Regions from separate parts of the Sus scrofa genome. Here regions 1, 2 and 3 are each linked to region 4. A link is a contact called in public Hi-C and HiChIP or PLAC-seq data. All regions are on one chromosome and are shown on one strand. The core of a region is the stretch at or near the end of the contact, and the rest is flanking DNA. Distances in the headings are between cores, read along the strand shown.

Region 1 (3,524 bases), core at 860-3,359, 440 kb before region 4:
AGGCGTGGGGATCCCCCTCCAGACTTAGGGATCCCCGCACACCCTACAGCAGCTGCGTTGCAGGGCGGGGGGGGCGGATGTTATGGGGAGCGCGGGAGGAGCTTGGAAGCACCCAGCAGATTGCTTTCTTCGGAGCGTCCCTCGGGCCCCCAGCACAGTCCCTCCCTGGGCAGCAGGCAGCCTCGGGCGGGGTGGGAGGGCGTGTTTACAGGGGGTCTGGGGCGGATCCGCGGGGAGCTGGCGGCCCGTGGGCGGGCTGGGGCGGGCAGGGGGCGGGTCTGTGGGGAGCCCAAGCCGGGGCGGGCCAGAGAGTCAAAGGCAAGTGAAGGTGGAAGCGGCCGCTGCGGCAGCAGGTAGGGGGAAGGGCCTGCGAGGGGCCTCGGGGCCTGGCTGGCGCCAGCGGGGGCCTTGGGACAGTTTGATCCCAATCCCTTGGAGCTGACGGCTCATGGGAAGGGGCCCGCGAGGAGGGCCGCTGGGCCACTGCGCACAAAGGCGGAGGCTCCGCGGGCTGCAGGGCGTGTTTGGGGCGTGCGCGAGACTGTGTCCAGGGTACAGGGCGCTCAGCGCCAGGCGCGCGAGCGTGTCAGTCCCCACGCGGACGAGCACGGAAGGAACAGGTCCCTGAGGCTGGGCCCAGGCAGTCCCATCCGACCTGCCCATCCCTTCCCAGCTGGTGCTCGACCCTTGTGGGTCGTTGGGGGAGGCTGGGAAAAGATTGTGGGAATATCCCTCCCCCCACACCCCCTTAAACTAAACTGGTGGGACCCACACCGAGACTGGGCGGAGGAGAAAAGCGACGGCATAAGGTTTAAACAAACAAACAAAAATTTTAATGGTGGAACCAGTCGTGCTCTGCTACCCTCATTTTGCTTGAGAGCTGTCAAAACTTGGGGATCCCCTAGTCCAGACTAGTTTGCAAATAAGAAATTGAAGGCAAGAACAGTGACAGATTGAGCCAAGGTCACACTGGTAGAGGCAGAGCCGGGACTAGAATCCAGAGGTTCTGACACTAGCCATGCTCTTTCCTCCACATCAGCACTTCCTTTTCTCCTCCCCGCCCCCCAAACCCTTCCAGCCTGAACTGATACCTGCTCTCTGTGTTGCCCCGTAGGCCCCTCCAGCCTGTATTGATTCTAGTGGAAGCCTAGAGAAGGCTTGTTCACTGGACTCAGGGGTACAGATTAGGGCAGGTTAGTGACCGGGCAAGGGTTGGTGACCCAGTCGTCCAGATCTTGGCTTTCTGTCCCTAAAAGACCCAGAGTCTGTCTCCCATGTCATTCACCTCATTGCCTTGTTTTCTCAGACCCCTGAGCCAGGAGGAGTGAGAACCCTGACCCCTAACCCCACTGCGTCCAGCCAATAGGAGTCCAGTAAGTGACCCCACCCCCAGGCTGCAGGCCCTTCACTGTGCTGGTCTGCACAGGTGCTCCCCTCCTAACCCGGCAACCGCCAAAAATTGAACATATGTTAACTTCTTTGCAGTCAAGAGGAAGCATCTTGGGAGGAAGGGAGGCATTGGATCAGCTGGACACAGATGTACCTTGTCCTACTTTTCTTGTCTTCCCCCCTCCCCCTCTTGATCATGTTTCTCAGATCATTTTTAGCCCCTCTCCTTTGAGCTGCTGACCTTGGGACTTTAGTTGAAGGTCACATTCAATGGTGAACTTTTACTACTCATCCCTTAGTATCTTTAGAGTACCCAGTCACTGAGCCACTATTTTCACCCCCTACCAAACTAGAAGTATGGGGTGGCCCCTAAATATAGTCTGAAAACCCACACACACAGCTGCATTGCTGCTCAACCCCCATTACTTCCATCCAGGATGGGGGGGAGGCTCGGGAGGTGTGGGTGTTGAGGGGTGCTGGGGATGGCCAATCTGAGGGGAAGTGGTACCCTGATTTCTCTTCCACAAGCCCTCTCCCCCAGCAGCCTGGTTCCAGCGCTGGGGGCAGGCAAGGCTCTTGGTGTGTCCTGGAGAGGTCCTTGGCTCCCGGGGCCCTCTGCACACTGCTTTGTCCAGTGCTGAGAGAGGAAGCCAGGCGTTGGAGGAGGTGTGGCAGTGTGGGGGCAGCCTCTGCAGTCTCCGTGTTTCCTCACCCTGCCAGGCCACCATGGCGGAGCTGCAGGAGGTGCAGATCACGGAGGAGAAACCGCTGTTGCCAGGGCAGACACCCGAGGTGGCCAAGGTTATCCGAGACCCTCTGACTCCCAGGCCTGAATTCCAGAACTCCAGGCATCCCCCCACTTCTTGCCTTCCCAAATTCATGACCTCATTCTAACCCACACCCCTACTTTCTCCACATCTACCTGTGTTTCTCTCCCCATACACCACACCGAGAGCCCAGGCTTTTGTCCTGTCACTACACTAACTTTCATCCTTTCCATGTCTCTTTTTGTCAACCTCTTTCTGTCTTTGGTCTCTTTTGGTCTCTCTACCTACCTTTCTTTATCTGTATCTGTCTCTCCGTCTGTGACCCTACGTGGCTGTGTGTCTCTGTGTGTATCTGTGTGTCTCTCTCCAGGAGGCTGAGTTAGCTGCCCGAATCCTCCTGGACCAGGGACAGGTAACCAGCTTGGGGCAGCCCCAGGTGGGAGGAGGGGCTCTCCCCAGGAAGGAGAGGGCCCCTACCCGGCTCTTGGCTTTTCCATCTCTCCGCTTCCTCTCCTTTTCCAGTCCTCTCCTGTCCCCGTCGCTCCCCTTCCCTTCCTTTCTCCTCCCTACGCAGAGTTCCCTGATGCTCTCCAATCTTTCATTATGCTTTTCCACCCTCAAAATCATCCTCCAGTGTCAAACTAAATTCTTGCTGATGCTATTTCTAAATCTTGGGTCCCATCGCCTCTCTTTGCCCCTCCCCCACCTTAAAGCCCCAACTTTTGTGGAGGTTCCTCTTCTGCCTCTTTTCTTCTCAGCCTAAATCCTACCTGATGGTGACCTCTTTTCCTGCAGACTCACAGTGTGGAGACACCTTATGGCTCTGTCACTTTTACTGTCTATGGCACCCCCAAGCCCAAACGCCCAGCGATACTCACCTACCATGATGTGGGACTCAACTGTAAGGGCCTTCACCTTCCCCTTCCATTTCTTTCTGGGAAGAGGCCTGGAGGGGGGCACGGTTAACCCTGATGTGAAAAAAAAAAAAAACAAAAAAAAAACAAAAAAAACTAAAGCAAACAACCCTGGTGTGAGAAGAAGGGTCAGGAAGGGAGCCACGTGGCATGTCAAGTTCTCTCCTAGTCTGACTGTGGCGGGAGAGAAAGAGGGTGGGTTGTGACTTGGGGACATTTCTCCTGTCTGATTCTACTATTGGGGTCATGGGGATTCTCTTTAGATAAATCCTGTTTCCAGCCGCTGTTTCAGTTTGGGGATATGCAAGAAATCATTCAGAACTTTGTGCGGGTCCATGTGGATGCCCCTGGGATGGAAGAGGGGGCTCCCGTGTTCCCTTTGGGGTGAGAACTAGCTCCTTCCCTCCTCTTCAGACTGTGAGGCGCACGACAGGTGTGACCTGGGGGTTGGACC
Region 2 (3,711 bases), core at 35-2,534, 360 kb before region 4:
GATTTGATTGGATTAATGATTCTCACATGGAAACTCAATTTGCAAACAAAATAGTCCTCCTTGTCTGAACACACATAAACCAGTGTGTACACACAGAAAATCCCACATGGGTCCACTCACACAAGTAATGCTTAATGAGAGAGTGAAAGACAGGCAGGGACTAAACTGAAAGAGATCTTTAATCCATAACCTTTATTTTATTTTATTTGAATTTTTTGGCCACCCCACAGCATATGGATCAGATCCCAGTCACTGTTGCAACTGAGAAGAGGCGTCTCGGAATCCTTAACCCACTGTGCTGGGCCAGGGATCAAACCTTCATCCCAGCACTGCAGAGATGTTGCCCGCCCAGTTGTGACACCAAGGGAACTCCTGTAACCTTCACTGTAGAGATAAGGAATGGAAGGATGGGGAGATTTGCCCACCTCCAATAGCAAGCTCCGGACAGACGGCACCAAACTGCAGGTGTCTTCCTCCATGTTTGTGGTGACGTCATAGGCACTCTGTGTGATGCTTGTAAAGACTCCAGGTGTGAAACGGGAAGCATGAAATTAGTCCTACCCGGCAACCTGTTTAAGATCACTGACAGACCCGAGCGTTTTCCTTATGGCCCTCACTCCAAGATCTGGAAAGGAAATACACACAATGTGATTTTTACAGGATTAGAGGAAGGAGGCAAGGCCACGGAGGTTCCGTTTCTGCTGGGAGTATCCTTTGCTAAAAGGGACATGTTCATAGCTGTGAATGTCATCTGCTCTACAAAAGCTCTCCACTGGGACTCCCCGGTATTCAAAAAGGAGTCAGAATATCAGCCCCAGAGACAGGAACTTTACTGACTCCCTGGGCACCTGTTGGGAAGTTTCCTGACGACAGGCCCTGTACCAGGAACGGCTGGGAATCTTTTGGATTTATTTGTTTTTTTGGTTTTGGTTTTGGTTTTGGTTTTTTGGCCATACCTGCAGCATGCAAAAGTTACTAGGCCAGGGATTGAACCTTTTTAGGTTGACTGCTCAAGTAAGGAGCAAGAAACACTTCAGTTTGAAAATAGCTTTGTGGAGTTCCTGTCGTGGTGCAGTGGTTAACAAATCCGACTAGGCACCATGAGGCTGCAGGTTTGATCCCTGGCCTTGCTCAGTGGGTTAAGGATCTGGCATTGCTGTGAGCTGTGGTGTAGGTTGCAGATGAGGCTCTGATCTGGCGTTGCTGTGGCTCTGGTGTAGGGCAGCAGCTACAGCTCCAATTTGACCCCTAGCCTGGGAATCTCCATATGCCACAGGAGCGGTCCTAGAAAAAGCAAAAAGACAAGAGAACGAAAAGAAAATAGCTTTGTATACCAGGTGCATCAAGGGGTGAGGGGGCGGTAGGCACCTCCTTTACTGGCAAGTCCTTCTCTGCTCTCTTCATCTCTTACCCAGAGAAATGGGGGGATGGGGTAGTCGTGGGGTAGAAGGAGCATTTGAGAACAATAGTTGGCATGAGTACCAGAAGAATAAGTGTAGCAAGGGGCCAGAGGGGACATCAAGTGCTTGGGCCAAGACTACTTCGAAATAGGCATCTTGGGGGAAAGGGACCTTAACCTGCTCCCTGACTCCACTCTTCCTTGACCTGCTTTCACAGGGAACATGAATCTCACATGGACCCTTCTTTTCCTCTTCCTCCTCTTGGAGCAAACTGTCTTTACTCTAAGTCTGCCCTTCTCAAGACGACATATAGACAACCCCGTGTCATGGGTCCCTGGAGGACACCACCGGTACTGTGATGTGATGATGAGGCGACGGTGGCTGATCCGTGGGGGTAAATGCAAGCAGATCAATACCTTCATTCATGAGGATCTGGCCACCATAGCGGATTTCTGCAGAACTCCACCTGTGCCCTGTACCGGCAGCCGCTCCTTGCAAAGTTGCCACAACAGCACTCGTGATGTCAGCGTCACTGACTGCTTTGCCAGAGCAGGGACCCGGCCCCCCTACTGCCACTACCATAAGAAAGACTCCACCAGGCCCATCCGTGTGGGCTGTGAGGAAGGAGCCCCTGTTCACCTGGACGCCTAGACTCCTCCCAGCCCTGCCACGGCAAGCACAGTGACTTGTACCCTTCCTCCAGATCTTTGAGGCCCTGCCAAAGTCTTCTCTGTAAATGCTTCTTCCCTTGCCAACAAATCACCTATTGTTTCCAGGCAGGAGTATCTCCCTCTTAGCCTCTCCCCCAACCCTAACTCCACACCCTACCCCACACTCCCGCTATGGGGTCAGGTATTTGGGTGCAAGACAAGATGGAGTGGGGGGATAAAGCCCTCTTACCTTGTAAAGGGCATCTACCCTGGAAGAGCCTTGCTCCCACGGAGCGGCTGCTCAAGCCGGGGCGGGGGCTGAGCTAATTAGACCATGAGCCACTCTAAGAAGAACTCCCAAAGAGGCTGGCCCTGGGCAGCCCTGTGTGGTCTAGCTCCCAGGATCCTCCTCCTGGACCTTCAGCTCCCTTCTCCCCAGTGGGCTCCCTGCGGAGACGATTAGGGACGATACCCGAGAGGGAAACCTGCTTTCTCTGTAGAAACAAACCCATACTGCTCAAGGCACGGCCCAGGGAGAAGTGGCAGAGCTGGTGACTCCACAGCGAGCGGTCCCGTCCATCTCACTGGCCCGCAGGGGGCGCTGCGCCACAAGAGTCCCCTTGCCAAGCAAAGACCAGCGCTTCTTCCTAAATTCTGCTCAGGGCAGCGGGAGATGGATTGGAAGTTTCTTAGTTACCAACCCAGGGCTGGAGTATAATAGGTGAATTAACAGAAAATTCAGCCAGCACAAATACACCCTGATGTTCAAAAAACAGACTTTTGAAATTACGATAACGTTCATGCTCTCGTGCTCTTTAGTATTTAACTTGCCACCTTCAGATCTACACCCTAGCACAGCAAGTATAGAGGAAAGGAAATAGATAGGTACAGAGCACTGACTTGTGCTATAAGCTTTGCAGTTTGGCTGCACTGGAAAAGAGCCTATTTCTTTCTTGGACTCTATTACGTGCATACACAATCCCCTTCTGAAGGAAGCTTTTCTACCCTCAAGAGGGAGCAGCTGGCTATAAGTGACCATATTCTCTGCGACTCCAACAAAATGGTGACATGGCTTTGAATCAAAGGACCACACCAGACTCTAGGGCAGCCATCCAGGGACTGACAGGGCAGGTGTCTGTGGCCTACACTGGAATGGGCATTTTACCCTCTTGGAATAATTGGGACAAAACTGGATACTCATATTTTCATCTTTTCCCCTGATGCCAGCAGCTCGTATTGTGTTGTCTTCTTTTGTGACCTTTGGGGCACAGCTTAATGCTTACTATAAACTGTGCTTTCAATAAATATTTAAGGGGCCAATGTGTTAAATCCTGGTGGTGCTATGGATTTTTTGTAGACTCCCATTTTCAGAATGGGAAAATTTCCTTCTCTTCTACTCCTGAATGGATTCTGAATTTTATTGAATGATTTTTCTGCATCTAACCCTACAACCATATAGTATTTCTTAATCAATAAAATAAATGAATTTTATTAATGGATTTTAGAATATTAAACCAACCTTTGGATAAACTCAATTTGGATACACTAAAAAAACCCACAAAAATCTGGAGTTTCCATTGTGACACAGTGGTAATGAATCCGACTAGTATCCATGAGGATTTGGGTTCGGTCTCTGACCCAGGTCAGTGGGCTGGGGATCC
Region 3 (3,280 bases), core at 267-2,766, 410 kb before region 4:
TTGAAAAATCTTAAGTCTCATGATTGCATTCAGTTCAGCACTATTTTATCTACCAAGCAAATATTATGAACAAGGTACTACAGGAAGTTCAGGAAATACAAGATGAATAAAAGGCAGGTCTTTAATATGAGGGAACTCACATCATGAAAATAACTTGGCAAACTATACGTACTCTTCTTTCCCTGAAGAGTGTTTCAGTACTGAACAAGGACTTTATTTTACTTGAATAAAAACTTAGATCATCTTAAACCAATGGACTTGTAGGAAAAAAAATAAAGATCTATGTGTACCTGCAACATGGCCAGTAGAACTGGAGACCTGAAATATTATTTTATTTAGCTTAATTGAAATAATAAATATAATTATTTTATATTAAACTAATATTTACTTCCATATTGGAAAACATTAAGCATGGTTGAGACATTCTAAATATTTACTTTTTGGAAAATTTGTAAATTTTGGAAAATTTACTTTTTCAATGTTATAAAATCCAAATATTATTTTGTGTAACAATTTAACATTCTAATTGGTGTGTGCTATCAGTGGAAAATATGCCCCAGATTCTTCTCTTATCTACACAAAAAGAAATCCAAAATATTTCAATATTTGTTATTTTATTACATATTAGAGTGCTTTAAATATATAATTTTAAAAACCCCAAAGATCTAAATTTCGACAGGATACTGAAGCACTAACTGACTTTTACTCAAGCCCCAAGGGCAATCCCTGAAATTATCTTCTCTTAGTAAAGCATTATTGTAATAATTGCACTGGCCAGAAAGTCAAAATAGAAACTGCAGTATCTATTTAAGAGACTGTGAAATTATTTCTTGCACTTCAATTCCCACTACTTTTTCAACTTGGTCTACTCGTTAATTAAATACTTGAGCCCTACCTGCGTTTTCCAAGAATTTTTTCTCCAAATGTACAGCCCGTCTTTGCAACTCCTCTGTCTCTACGGGTAAATGCCGGCTCCAGAGATAATTGGTCAGTGCTTGCACCTGCTTCTCCATATTGGGCATAGAGCTCTCTACGGACCAAAATGAAAAGCGGAATCACTTACACGTAAGACCAGTCTACGTTTCTCCTCTAGCTTCCATTTCCCACCGTTACTCACCCAGCAGTAGTAATGTCGCGGCATCGACCAATGCTTGCGGCAGCCGCACGCGCGACAACTGCAGGATGCCAGGGTGCCGGCGATGGGACTTCTTCCCCAGGAAATCGGACTTGTTATCCACCTGGGAGACGCCGGGTACGAGGGCAGCGAGCGCCTGTAGGCCGGGAAAGAAAAGCTGACTGGGGGACAGAAAGGATGGTTGCCGGCACTTGCTAAGGGAGGCGTTGCCGAGAGCGCTCCTCCTCGGCGCAGAGCTGTTATCTAGATCCACAGCCTCTCCGACGGCAGGGAAAGTAATCACTCACCCGGCACCGGGGAGCAACTCCAAGGCCACGGCGCCATCCGCGTAATGTCAGCAGACACCCGGCTCCTGCTGCGGTCGCCATGGTGCCAGAGATAAACCGGAAGCGGAAATGTGGGTGCCGATAACCCGCCCTTCACTCGTCGCAGTGAACCTCCTCCGTTGAACGTCGACGCGGGGCAGAATCAGCCAATGAGGAGGGCGAGTGGTTACTAGGAGCCAATAACAAATCGATATGTAAATCACCTTGGAGACTGCACAAGGCCCTTGGTTCAGAAGTAACCAGCCGGAAGACAGGTGGCCTCAACTCTTTAGGATTTGTCCTCAGGTCCAGAAATAGAGAAGGCTGGATGAGGTAGGGGCGGGCACTCTTTTGGGAAGTCGAGGAATTTCTGTGTGTATTAGCTACCTGTGTTGTTCGTCTTTCTCTCTGGAGAACTCTGGAGCCTTGGAGTCCTTACCTACTGTGAAAAGAAGAGATGAAATAAAAACCAGCACAACACTGTAAATCAACTATACCTTAATTTCTTAAAAAAAAAAAGCATTAAAAAAAAAGGAAATAAGAAAAGCCAGATTTAGGCGACTGAAGATAGCAGAAGTTTATAGTTAATAGATTTTATCTCTTTTGCATGTTAGTTTCTCTTCATATTAATATAAATAAATGGCTTAGATAAATAGCCAGCATTAGAACATATGTGCCAGATAGTGTGGCAAGCACTTTTACATAATGCTACCTCATTTAGCTCCCACAATTCTGTGGGGTAGATTATTTTAACCCCATTTTGCACTTGAGGAAACTGAGTCTTCAGGTGTTTAAATATTATGACAAGATCACAAAGCTTGTTAGGTGACAACTAGATTTAAACCATGGCAGTCTAAGTCTGAGATTCACCTTTAAACATATACCCTACTTCATAATGCACTTAGAATGCAAGTGGTTACTTAGAATGCAAGTTAGCAGGTTAGTTAAGAACACTGGTCTGAAGTGTTAACATGTAGCATTAAAAATAACTTACTGTGTTCTAACCTCGTGATTCTTATGGCACACCATTAATCAGCTATGGTATTATTAACCTTTTGGGATAGAAATCTGGTGACTGAATGTGTAGAAGTATTGCCTGTGGTGTAAATGTCAGAGTCCAAATATGGTGATTATGGGATAAAATATGGGGAACTATATCAATTGGACAGTTAAATGTCTGATTTTCATTTGAGTTATTAAACTTTGCTTCTAGTAATGGAGGCCTTTCAATAATCTGAATACTCTGGAGTAAGACTTAAGGGGCACTTAGGACAGCTTTGGTAAGTGCCTCACTCACCCCTCTCCTTCCTTTCAGGTTCACTTCTCTACCCCTCATCCCCCCCTTTGATTCATACTGCCACACTCTCATCTCTTGTCAATTCTCATCTCTTGTGTCTTATCTCCTGTGTCACTTTGTTTAACTTTAGATCTCTGACTCAAATGTTAGCAAGATAAAATATCCCTCTCACTGTAGGTTAGCATAAGATTGGCTGTTATTTTTTGACATAGGGAGGTAGTGAAACAGAGATATAAAGTGTTTGGCATCTGGAGTCTGGCAGTCTGAATTTGAATTCTAGAGCAGCAAGACAGTAATAGTTGTTGGAGTTTCCTGTGGTCGGTGGACTAAGGATCTGATGTTATACTGCAGTGGCTTGGGTCGCTGCTGTGACATGGGTTTGATCCCCGGCCCAGGTATTTCTACATGCCATGGGCATAGCCAAAAAAAAAAAAAAAAAAAAAAAAAAAAAGACCATAGCAATTGCTACCTTACAGGGTTATTGGAATGAGGATGTAATGAGATAATGTCTGCCCCAAATAAATGCTCAATATGTTCCCATTA
Region 4 (3,235 bases), core at 721-3,220:
ACTACAGCTCATGGCAATGGTAGCGAGCTGAGCGAGGCCAAGGATGGAACCTGCAACCTCATGGTTACTGGTCAGATTCATTTCTGCTGGGCCAATGGGAACTCCTCTCCCTCTCCCTCTCTTTTTTTTTTTTGTCTGCTGGTGGCAAATGGAAGATCCCTGGCTAGGGAACCTGTGCCACAGCAGTGACCTGAACCACTGCAATGATAATACCAGATCCTTAACCCACTGTGCCACAAGGGAACTCCCTTGGAGAGGATTCTTAAAATGGATACTAGTAATGTTTCAGACAGGAATCTCAATAACAAGGAAGAACTGCTCTCTGAGAAATCAATGGGAGTCTCTCACCTTTCCCACCTTGGCTGTGCACTCTGGGTCCACTGGAGCTTTGCCCTTTAACAGCAAGGTCTTCACAGACTCTGAGGAAAGACAGATACATAACACATGTACTTCGACGGAAGTCAAAAACAGCTGTCATGGTTAGATGGAAACCTGTCATAATGAACTTTGCCCTTCCCAAGTACAGCAGTGAAACAAGTGCTGATTCAGAAGGTGATGGAAATGGGAAGGGCTATAATAGACCTTATCTACCCAGGTCTCAGTTTATCTCAGATACATGAAACTGAACATTTTGAGAAAGTAGATTAGTTGTACGGTATGCCCCACAGGTAGAAAGTTAATTATATCTTCAAGAAAGGAAGAGATAAGAGTTGAAAGAACAAGATATCCCCTAGCCTCACCCCTCCCAGGAACACTCTTGCTGGCAGATGTTCTCTCTGACCTTGCTTGTCTTCTGTCCTGTCATTGTCAGCCTTTCCTCCAGCCACAGGCTCCCTTTTCACCTGCTGCCTCTGACATCTTCGAATTTTCTTTGCAGGAGGAGTGTCTTCTGTAGCTGTTTTGCCATTAATTTTTGCAGCTTCATTTAATGCTATGGGCAAGACAAATGGACAAAGCAGCAAAAGAAAGAATGAGTACACAATGAAAAAAACACCTTTTGAAAGAAATGGATTGCGATGGTTTTGTAAATTTACAAAAAGAGTAATAACTGCCGCATCACCGTTCTTGAAAACAGTCTGAGTTCCTGAATTGCTGTTCTAGCCAAATAAAACAAAATAAAATAAAATGAAGCCTTGAGGCTCTTGTAAGACCATGCCTGAGGCATGATTCTCTTCTGCCTGTTTATCTCTTCTGTTTACTGGTGTCCCATCCCCCAAACTCCCTAAGGTGGTAGCAGAGTGCTCCGAAGTCTGTGCCTAACTAGGAGCCCAGCCCTGTCTTTTTCTAGTTGTGGAATCTTAAGTTGTTTCATCTCTTTGTACTTCAGTTGCCCCAACTGAAAAATCCAGAGGATGACAACAACAATATGGAATTTGTAGGGTGGAGCAATACATTAAGAACACAATATACAGAGAGATAGAGTATCTCATCATAAATCAATTGTATGAGCTGCATTTTATCATCTCTGAAACTGGATGCATTTTACAAGTGATAATTTACAAGCAGTGAATCATGTTTTAACTGGAAGCGTTTTTCTTTGCTTGGTGCTACATAAAATAATTAGACACCTTATAATTAATTTTTTAGATTGTATGACATTAGATATTTAAAATAGTGTTGGCACCAGGCTAGTTGTTATAGATCAACAACCTGTTATACACAATTCTGCAATCCAAAAAGCTCTTAAAACTGATTGTCAAAGTACAGCACCAAAACAAGTGCTGATTCAGAGGGCGATGGAAACGGGAAGGGCTACAGTTGACAGCACCGTTCATTTTCCGACTTCCCGCCTCCCGGCATTCCGCCCCCAGCAAAGTGCTCCGAACCTCGCGTCCGGCGGCTGCAGGTCCCTCTCCCGCGCGCAGCCATGGATCCCTAACATCGACGTCATCAACCACTTCCTAGGAATCTGCCGGCGCAGTCTCAAGGCGGGAACATGTATTGCGCGTGCGTCCTGGAGCGAAGCTGCCTGCACCGGACGGGGACGAACGCGCCACAATATTTGCATGTCGCAATGTCTTATGGGAAATCACCATAACTATGAAATCTCTCTACTTATGGGAGTTTTATAAGTGCTCACAGAAGCAGTTTTCCTACGTAGGGCGGAGAGAAGCTCATCGGTGGGGCTACGCGCTGAGTGCATTCAGTCACTCTACCCCATGTCCCTTGGGAAGGTCTGAGACTAGGGCCAAGAGCGGCCCTAACAGGGCCCTCCCTGAATCTCAGGGAGGTGAGTTCCCAGAGAACGGGTCTCCGCGCGAGGGCAGACTGGGCAGGAGATGCCATGAGACCCCGCCTTGAGGAGGGGCCTGGCGGATGCCTCCTGAGCCGGAGCTTGGAACAGACTCACGGCCAGCGAAGTGAGTTCAATGGCTGAGGTGAGGTACCCCGTCAGGGGGCCTCATAACCCAATTCAGACTACTCTCCCTCCGACCTTCTTTTAAAGAAATGCATGATTTAAGCGCATCCTGTGTGTGAGCACTGATCTTCAATAAACGAACTTGAAATACACAGAAATATCTTTTGAGGCAAGGAATATCTTGAGGTAAGGAATGGGGGGGGTTCTCAAAGATATATAGTATAAGGGAAATATTGATAAATTTGATTATATTAAAATAGAGAAATTTTGGGAATTCCCATTGTGGCCCAGCAGTAACGAACCGGACTAGGATCCATGACGACATAGGTTCAATCCCTGGCCTTGTTCAGTGGGTCAGGGATCCGATATTACCCTGAGCTGTGGTATAGGTGACAGACGTGGCTTGGATCCTGTGTTGCTGTGGCCTGATTTGGCCTGGGAACTTTCATATGCCACGAGTGTGTCCCTAAAAAGCCAAAAAAAATTAAATTAAGAAATTTTGTTCATCAACATAAATGAAGAAATTTTTTCACTACTTGCATGCTGTTTGATTACAAATATTAAAAAAAATCGGAAGATACTGGGAGATAATTTTTTTAACTCAAAAAGGAAGCTTAGCAAGGCTAATAGAAAAATAACACGTAAGAATAAATTTTATCTTTTAAAAAGAGCTTCAAAGAAATAGAAAAAGATTTTTTAGAAAAGATACAATTTAAAATAACATAAAAGCATATCAAGTACTTGGGAATAAATCTGACAAAATGTAAGTACTTGCTCAACAAAATGTTTGCTGTATTGGATTGGTTGATCTGTTTCTGAAGATAAATCAAAGCTTGTTGCATCTGACTTAATTATGGCACAAATAAGCTAGACGGG

The links. Hi-C and Micro-C count contacts between places; a contact is called where the count stands out from the background. HiChIP or PLAC-seq counts read pairs in DNA pulled down with a chosen protein or histone mark.
Region 1: a Hi-C map of liver shows a contact between it and region 4, with 5 times the contacts expected there. The contact joins the promoter of NDRG2 here to the promoter of PARP2 in region 4. A contact is called at or near these places in 2 of 5 promoter capture datasets (liver and skeletal muscle) and 1 of 47 Hi-C or Micro-C datasets (liver).
Region 2: a contact with region 4 is called in an H3K27ac HiChIP or PLAC-seq map of alveolar macrophages. The contact joins the promoter of LOC110261716 here to the promoter of PARP2 in region 4. A contact is called at or near these places in 1 of 47 Hi-C or Micro-C datasets (subcutaneous adipose tissue) and 1 of 2 datasets of contacts at active chromatin or transcription factors (alveolar macrophages).
Region 3: an H3K27ac HiChIP or PLAC-seq map of alveolar macrophages shows a contact between it and region 4. The contact joins the promoter of METTL17 here to the promoter of PARP2 in region 4. A contact is called at or near these places in 2 of 2 datasets of contacts at active chromatin or transcription factors (alveolar macrophages and skeletal muscle).

Annotation. Positions count from the first base shown.
Region 1 is chr7:78,112,263-78,115,786 of Sscrofa11.1, forward strand. NDRG2 (NDRG family member 2) reads left to right here and starts at 2,110. Exons shown (of 14, transcript NM_001078683.1): 1 at 2,110-2,190; 2 at 2,952-3,057; 3 at 3,334-3,454. The coding sequence starts at 2,116.
Region 2 is chr7:78,187,250-78,190,960 of Sscrofa11.1, forward strand. It overlaps LOC110261716 (ribonuclease 4-like), which reads left to right and starts at 1,285. Exons shown (of 1, transcript XM_021100006.1): 1 at 1,285-3,711. The coding sequence starts at 1,623. The coding sequence ends at 2,051.
Region 3 is chr7:78,143,806-78,147,085 of Sscrofa11.1, forward strand. METTL17 (methyltransferase like 17) reads right to left here and starts at 1,517. Exons shown (of 14, transcript NM_001244326.1): 1 at 1,423-1,517; 2 at 1,118-1,271; 3 at 896-1,030. The coding sequence starts at 1,503. LOC110261608 (a long non-coding RNA gene) reads left to right here and starts at 1,623. Exons shown (of 4, transcript XR_002345954.1): 1 at 1,623-1,773; 2 at 2,654-2,720.
Region 4 is chr7:78,549,423-78,552,657 of Sscrofa11.1, forward strand. It overlaps PARP2 (poly [ADP-ribose] polymerase 2), which reads right to left and starts at 1,971. Exons shown (of 16, transcript XM_005656314.3): 1 at 1,827-1,971; 2 at 782-931; 3 at 349-419. The coding sequence starts at 1,869.